Regions from separate parts of the Sus scrofa genome. Here region 1 is linked to region 2. The links are chromatin contacts, called in public HiChIP or PLAC-seq maps. All regions are on one chromosome and are shown on one strand. The core of a region is the stretch at or near the end of the contact, and the rest is flanking DNA. Distances in the headings are between cores, read along the strand shown. Region 1 holds the start of ATP5A1 (ATP synthase, H+ transporting, mitochondrial F1 complex, alpha subunit 1, cardiac muscle). Region 2 overlaps PSTPIP2 (proline-serine-threonine phosphatase-interacting protein 2).

Region 1 (2,940 bases), core at 439-2,938, 76 kb after region 2:
AGCCTGGGAACCTCCATATGTCGCAGGAGCGGCCAAAGAAATAGCAAAAAAAAGACCAAAAAAAAAAAAAAAAAGCTTTTATAAACTAGCAAGCTTAAAAGCAGCCTTGGTTTGATCAAATTATCGCTATAAATATTAATCCCACAGAAGAGAAAGCAACTTCTGATATATGTGAAAATTTATTATCCGGTTCCTAGTACACTGTAAGTATGCTACCAAAAAAACTTATTTTTAAAAAAATATAACAACTAAGGACGTACCATTCCTTTTAAAAGATCAGCTGTCATTATTTTTAAAGGACCAGATATCATAATTTCAATTGAGTTGTAGAAATTCTCAATTTGATAAGCTGCTTTCTAAAAACGGCACATCTCAACAGATTTCCTTATACTAACCTTCCAAAAAAAAAAAAACTTTTAAATATTAGAGTTTGATCAGAAACTAAGAGATACAGCATGTGTGCTTTAAGAGAAAAAAAAAAATCTGCCTTCAACAAAGCCTGCGCCAATCTGGACCCTCCTTCTCCTTTAAGTTGCAGTGCAGCGGTTGGTCAATGTCAAATCTGCAGACACTGCCTTCTACAGGGCCTGGATGAAAAGCGTTAAAAAATGCTTTTTTCTTTCTAAAAGAAATCCAAGATGCTACCAGTCGTTGTGTTAGGGGACTCAAACGGTCAATATATTTATTTCATCTTCCTGAGATTACTCCTAAAATGAAAAAATATACTTAGCGTTTACATAGTGCTTTAAAGGTTATGCCCTTAACTTCATGGGATAGAAGTCATGAAGGACACTGACCTTTCACAGCGATTTTCCAACTTATGTTTCTATGCTATTTAATTTGAGTTCTCAACTACTAATGAATCTTCAAGGACGAAATCTTAAAGTATGGCAAAGCACCACAAAAGAAGAGCTTCCTGTCAGTCGAGACAATTCCACCACCAGCTCCACTGCTGTCAAGCTACCGGCAACGTGAAATGCATATTTGCAACATTGCCTTGCTTTCACAATGGTTTCTGCACACAGCACTAAGGGATCGCCTATTGAAATATTCAGAAAACCACCTACATTTACTGCTTTCTTCTAGCGGACTCGGGGCACGGGGCAGAGGCGAAATGCCGGGGCCTGCTGACCTTCATACAATGTCAGGTTCCCCTTAGCTCGTTTCAACCAGGGCTGACAACTGTACTCTGACCTTCGCGAATAGGTCTGGGAGAATTACCCGGGTCGAGCCCCGCCGTTTAGGAGCAGGCCTCGGAGAGCTAGCGCCCCAGGCCTGACCTTCATTCAAAGCTCCTCTCGAGAAGCTCTCAGACGAAGACGGCAATCCTCCTGAAGAGCCATCTCTGGACAGCACAGCACGGAGGTCACTGTTTCCCCTGCAACACTCTGCCCCCTCCCGCGCGGGGCGAGCACGAGGGCCCCTCGGCCGCCCGCCTATACCAACCCGAAGAGCCAGCTGGGCAAGATGGCGCCGTCCGCCACAGCCCCTCACCCTCCGCATAGAAAGGATCGCCCGAGCCCGCGCACCACCACCCGCTGCAGCTGGCCCCCCTCCCTTCTGCTGGCCCCAGACGCTCACCAGCCCGGCCCGCCGAGGGAGGGCGCGGGCCACAGCCGCAGCGACGCGCACTGACAGCATCTTTGCAGCTCCTCCGCAGGTGACTCCTCTGCAGCCGCAGCCTTGGAACTGACTGGGACAAAATGGCCGAGCGGCGAGGAAGGTCAAGGCGGCCAGCCCACCTGACCCGGAAGTACCGCCCCTCGCTTTTACCCCGGACGCGAATCCGCCTAGAGGCGGCGGGGGGCAGGGGGCTTCCTGTTTTTTAAGTCTCGTTTTTTTTATTTAAACATGCAAATCACTGATTAGACCTTTGCCAGCTTCAGCGCAGGCATTGCTTACACATTTACTTTGATCTTAACGCGTTGACCTTGTGGTTGTCTTGGCGACCACAGGGGTTGCGGAACAGGCTAAGAAGCAGTTCCCAAGCCCTATCCCTGGAGCGAGACTATGCTGCTCTGGGAGCATCACCTCGCCCCTTCTTGGACGTCAGAGGGGTTGATGGTGGCAGATCGAGGCTACCGGCATCGAACCTTGGTGATACAGCTACGGCCAACAGTTACTCCCTCGGGGCAGGTCGGCCGCGTACCGTTTCATGCCTTGCGAATTAATACGGATTGGTCCACAGAACGCTGGCCACACCTCAGATCCAGTCAAAAATTTGGGGCAATCTTAAGTTTTGAAAAGCACTCACACGACTCTAGGTGATCCAGTAAGCGCTCAAGTTGGATAATAGCAGTTCTTTTATATTAGATCTAAAAGAATCATGTCTTCGAATTAGAGCAAACTGTTTAAAAGTTATAACAAGCACAAATTTGAATAGAGTAGTTGCTGATTCCGAGAAGAATGGTCCAGAATCACAAGTTTCACTCCAGACTGGGCTAGGCCTCAATTTTTCTTCCACCAGCAACTGGTTATGACTAAGTAGGGACTCTACTTTTTCATCTGAAGTAAAATGGAAATGATGAAAATAACTTTACCTAGCCAATGAGATCAGGGCAGGGCTTTAGTCCCCCCACAGATTTTTTTTTTGTGATAATGAGATTTTTGTAATATCTACAGAATTGGTGGTGAATATTGGGTATTTTGTGCTAGTGGAGACTATTAACGTTGCCTTCACTTGTAGCTATTCCAAGAAGGATTTTCAGCTTCATCCACTAAATCCTGGTATATGAATATCTGGGTTAAAATGGTCATCTCCTATAACATATTTGCAAATATATATATGACCATATATTTGCAAAATATGTCACAGAAAGAATATACCTCTTTCTCTGATAGTCTACTTCCTTTTCAAGGTGAGCTGGGACAATCCTCCTGGATATTAGGAGTAGGAATAGGTAAAATTTTGGTTTGTAAAAACAAAGTTACGAGGATTTG
Region 2 (3,124 bases), core at 553-3,052:
GGGAAAGTGGATTCACTAAATCAGAGGAATATGTGTTTTAAATTCTGGAAAACAGTGCCAAATTGCCTTCCAAAAAACCTGCTCAATTTATATTCCATCAAAAGTGTGTTAGAGCTCCCATTCCCAGGAAACTTGACCCACTGGATATGACCCGTCCTTTTATTTTTTTTAATGTCTATTTTATTTTTATTATTGTTTCAGCCACACTTGTGGCATGTGGAATCTCCAGGCCAGGGATCAAACCCGAGCCATAGCAGTGACCCAAGCCACACTAGTGACAATGTCAGATTCTTAACCCACTAGGCCACCAGGGAATTTCACTAGTCCTTTTTAATTGTTACCAGTCTGGTGATAAAGATTTTTTTTTTAAATCCCTCATTTTAATTTGCTTTTCCTTAATTTCTAGTGTGATTATACATTTTATATATTTATTGGATATTTGTACATCTTCTATGAGTTACATATTCATATCATCCCAATTTTTTTTGTCCTTTTTTTTTTTTTTTTTTTTGCCATTTCTTGGGCTGCTCCCATGGCATATGGAGGTTTCCAGCCTAGGGGTCGAATCGGAGCTATAGCTGCCTGGCCTACACCAGAGCTGCAGCAACGCAGGATTTGAGCCATGTCTTTGGCCTACACCACATCTCACAGCAACGCCAGATCCTTAACCCACTGATCAAGGCCAGGGATCGAACCCGCAACCTCATGGTTCCTAGTCGGATTCATTAACCACTGAGCCATGACGGGAACTCCCCCAATTTTTAACTGAGTGTTCTTTTTCCTATTATTTCATAGAAGTTCTTTATATATTATGAATATTAATATTTACCTTACATGTTATAAAGTTTCTCCCACTCTCATTTGTCTTTTCTAAATAACGACCTTATTCATTTTATTTAAATGATACATGCTCATTATTCAAAAAAAATAAGCAAAAAGAAAAATACAAAAAAGAAAGAAACAAAGTGTCCAAAATTCCACCAGCTAAAAATAATTAGTATTAACATCTGGTGGAGTTCCTGCTGTGGCTCAGTGGAAATGAATCTGAGTAGCATCCAGGAGGATGCAGGTTTGATCCCTGGCCTCCCTCAGTGGGTTAAGGATCCAGCATTGCCGTGAGCTGTGGTGTAGATCACAGATGTGGCTCAGATCTGGCATTGCTGTGACTGTGGTGTAGGCCAGTGGCTACAGCTCCAATTCAACCCCGAGCCTGGGAACACCCATGTGTCGTGGGTGTGACCCTAAAAAGCAAAAAAAAAAAAAAAAAACAAACAAAAAAAACCATCTGGTGATGATTGTAATGGACATTTCTTTATGCAGATATACAGACAAGATGGATAGACAGTCAGACAGGCATGAGTAATTTTTTAAAAATGAGGCCCTATTCAACAAACTATTTAAGAATAAGGTGGAGTTCACTGGTGGCCTAGTGGTTAAGGAATTGTCATTGTCACTGCTGTGGCTTGTGTTCCATCCCTGGCCTAGGAACGTCTGTCGTGCCAAGGGAGCTGCCAAATAAATAAATAAATAGAAATCATTCTCACATTTAAAAGTGAATAAATGAATTAAATAAAAATAAACATTAAGCCTGATTTTATTTAAATTTCACAGAAAAGGAAACCAAAGTGAAGCCAAAGGAATTGCTGAATTTCCAATAATTGTTTCTTTATCACAGGAAATATTAATTCCCAAAAGAGCCTTCTAAATCTAAAAAGATTTTACGAAAATAAGTGAGGTGATTAAGAAATTAAAACATTTTCATGACCAGTTTCAGAAGTCTGACAGCACTCTGTGAAAGGGTGAGACAGCACTATTGCACTCCCACCTCTTCCTCAATGTTGTTTACACTATTTTTTACTTCATTTGTGTCTACAACACATGCTTTTCTCCAATCACAAGTCCCCCAGTGGTTTAGCCTTAACTTTTTATTAAAATTGATGGGATGTTCACCACCAGTCCTGTGACCCTAGCTTTTCCATCCCAAAGATTTGTATTTTGGTTCATTTCTTGCTTGACTAAATTTCATCACTTTGAGATCTTTTGCCAAAATGGCTCAAGGGAAGGGAGGGTACCAGTCTGTCCTGAGTTCTTTCATACTTGAGACCATATACCTGTGGCCTTTATATCTGAACGACAACCTCACTGGTATAATAAATGTTCTTAAACCTTCCCTCACTGAACTCTGCCAAACTTGTTCCATCGGTTTCTGCCTTTGAAGAGAAGCGATGCCTGAGGCCCTCCTGATTCCCCGCTGCTCATTCCTGTTTGGAAAACTTGGTTTTTTTCCTTCCTAGACATTTGAAGTATTCTTTCTTTAATTCAATAATTTAACCAGGATGTATGTTAATGTTGATTCTTATGTAATCATAATCAATACTGATTACTGTGTATCAATGGTTCCTGGTTTTATAGCATGTGCCCTTCAGATATGTTTAGTTCTTCTCCATTTCATTAAATTTTTCCTGGATTATTTCTTTGATAACTTTTTTTTCTTGCTTTTTAGGACCACAGGTGCAGCATATGGAAGTTCCCAGGCTAGGGGTCCAATCGGAGCTACAGCTGCCAGCCTATACCACAGCCACAGCAACACCAGATACAAGCCGCGTCTGTGACCTACACCACAGCTCACGGCCACACCAGATCCTTAACCTACTGATCAAGGCTAGGGATCGAACCTGTATCCTCATGGATCCTATTTGGGTTCATTACCTCAGAGCCACAATGGAAACTCCTCTTCTGCCTGTTTTGACTTTCTGTCTTCCTCTCTTTTTTTTTTTTTTTTTTTTTTTTTTTTGGCTGAGATACTTTTGCACGGCTCTTGTGTCATTAGGGTTCACCTTGCTCCTTATATGGTGGGCAACTCTATTTTCTCAGACACCATGAGAGTGAATCATTCTTCATGCCCTTCCAGTCTTACACACTGCCTTCTCCTCCCTACCACAATTGGAGCAAGAATCCTGTTTTTCCTTGGGCCTGTACTCTAAGATTCCATTTCTAAAGCTTTTGCCAACTCCAGATAATGTAAAATGAAACACACCTGAAACTGACTCTAGTTCTAAGAAAGAATGCACTTTAACTCCCTAGAAACTATTTCTACTTTCAGAATCTCTGTTCACTGTATCTA

Evidence for each region. HiChIP or PLAC-seq counts read pairs in DNA pulled down with a chosen protein or histone mark.
Region 1: a contact with region 2 is called in an H3K27ac HiChIP or PLAC-seq map of alveolar macrophages. The contact joins the promoter of ATP5A1 here to the enhancer-like site in region 2. A contact is called at or near these places in 9 of 47 Hi-C or Micro-C datasets (embryonic fibroblasts, epiblast stem cells, fetal liver and 6 more) and 1 of 2 datasets of contacts at active chromatin or transcription factors (alveolar macrophages).

The regions. Positions count from the first base shown.
Region 1 is chr1:95,749,147-95,752,086 of Sscrofa11.1, forward strand. ATP5A1 (ATP synthase, H+ transporting, mitochondrial F1 complex, alpha subunit 1, cardiac muscle) reads right to left here and starts at 1,689. Exons shown (of 12, transcript NM_001185142.1): 1 at 1,582-1,689. The coding sequence starts at 1,641.
Region 2 is chr1:95,673,204-95,676,327 of Sscrofa11.1, forward strand. The region is part of intron 2 of PSTPIP2 (proline-serine-threonine phosphatase-interacting protein 2); the gene reads right to left. Among named protein-coding and RNA genes, the nearest start is that of PSTPIP2, 53 kb to the right of the region's middle. Within about 2 kb of position 1,803, at least 1 of the 83 cell types and tissues checked has an H3K27ac peak or open chromatin away from gene starts, as enhancers often do. A contact at or near this core is called in alveolar macrophages, where this site is marked.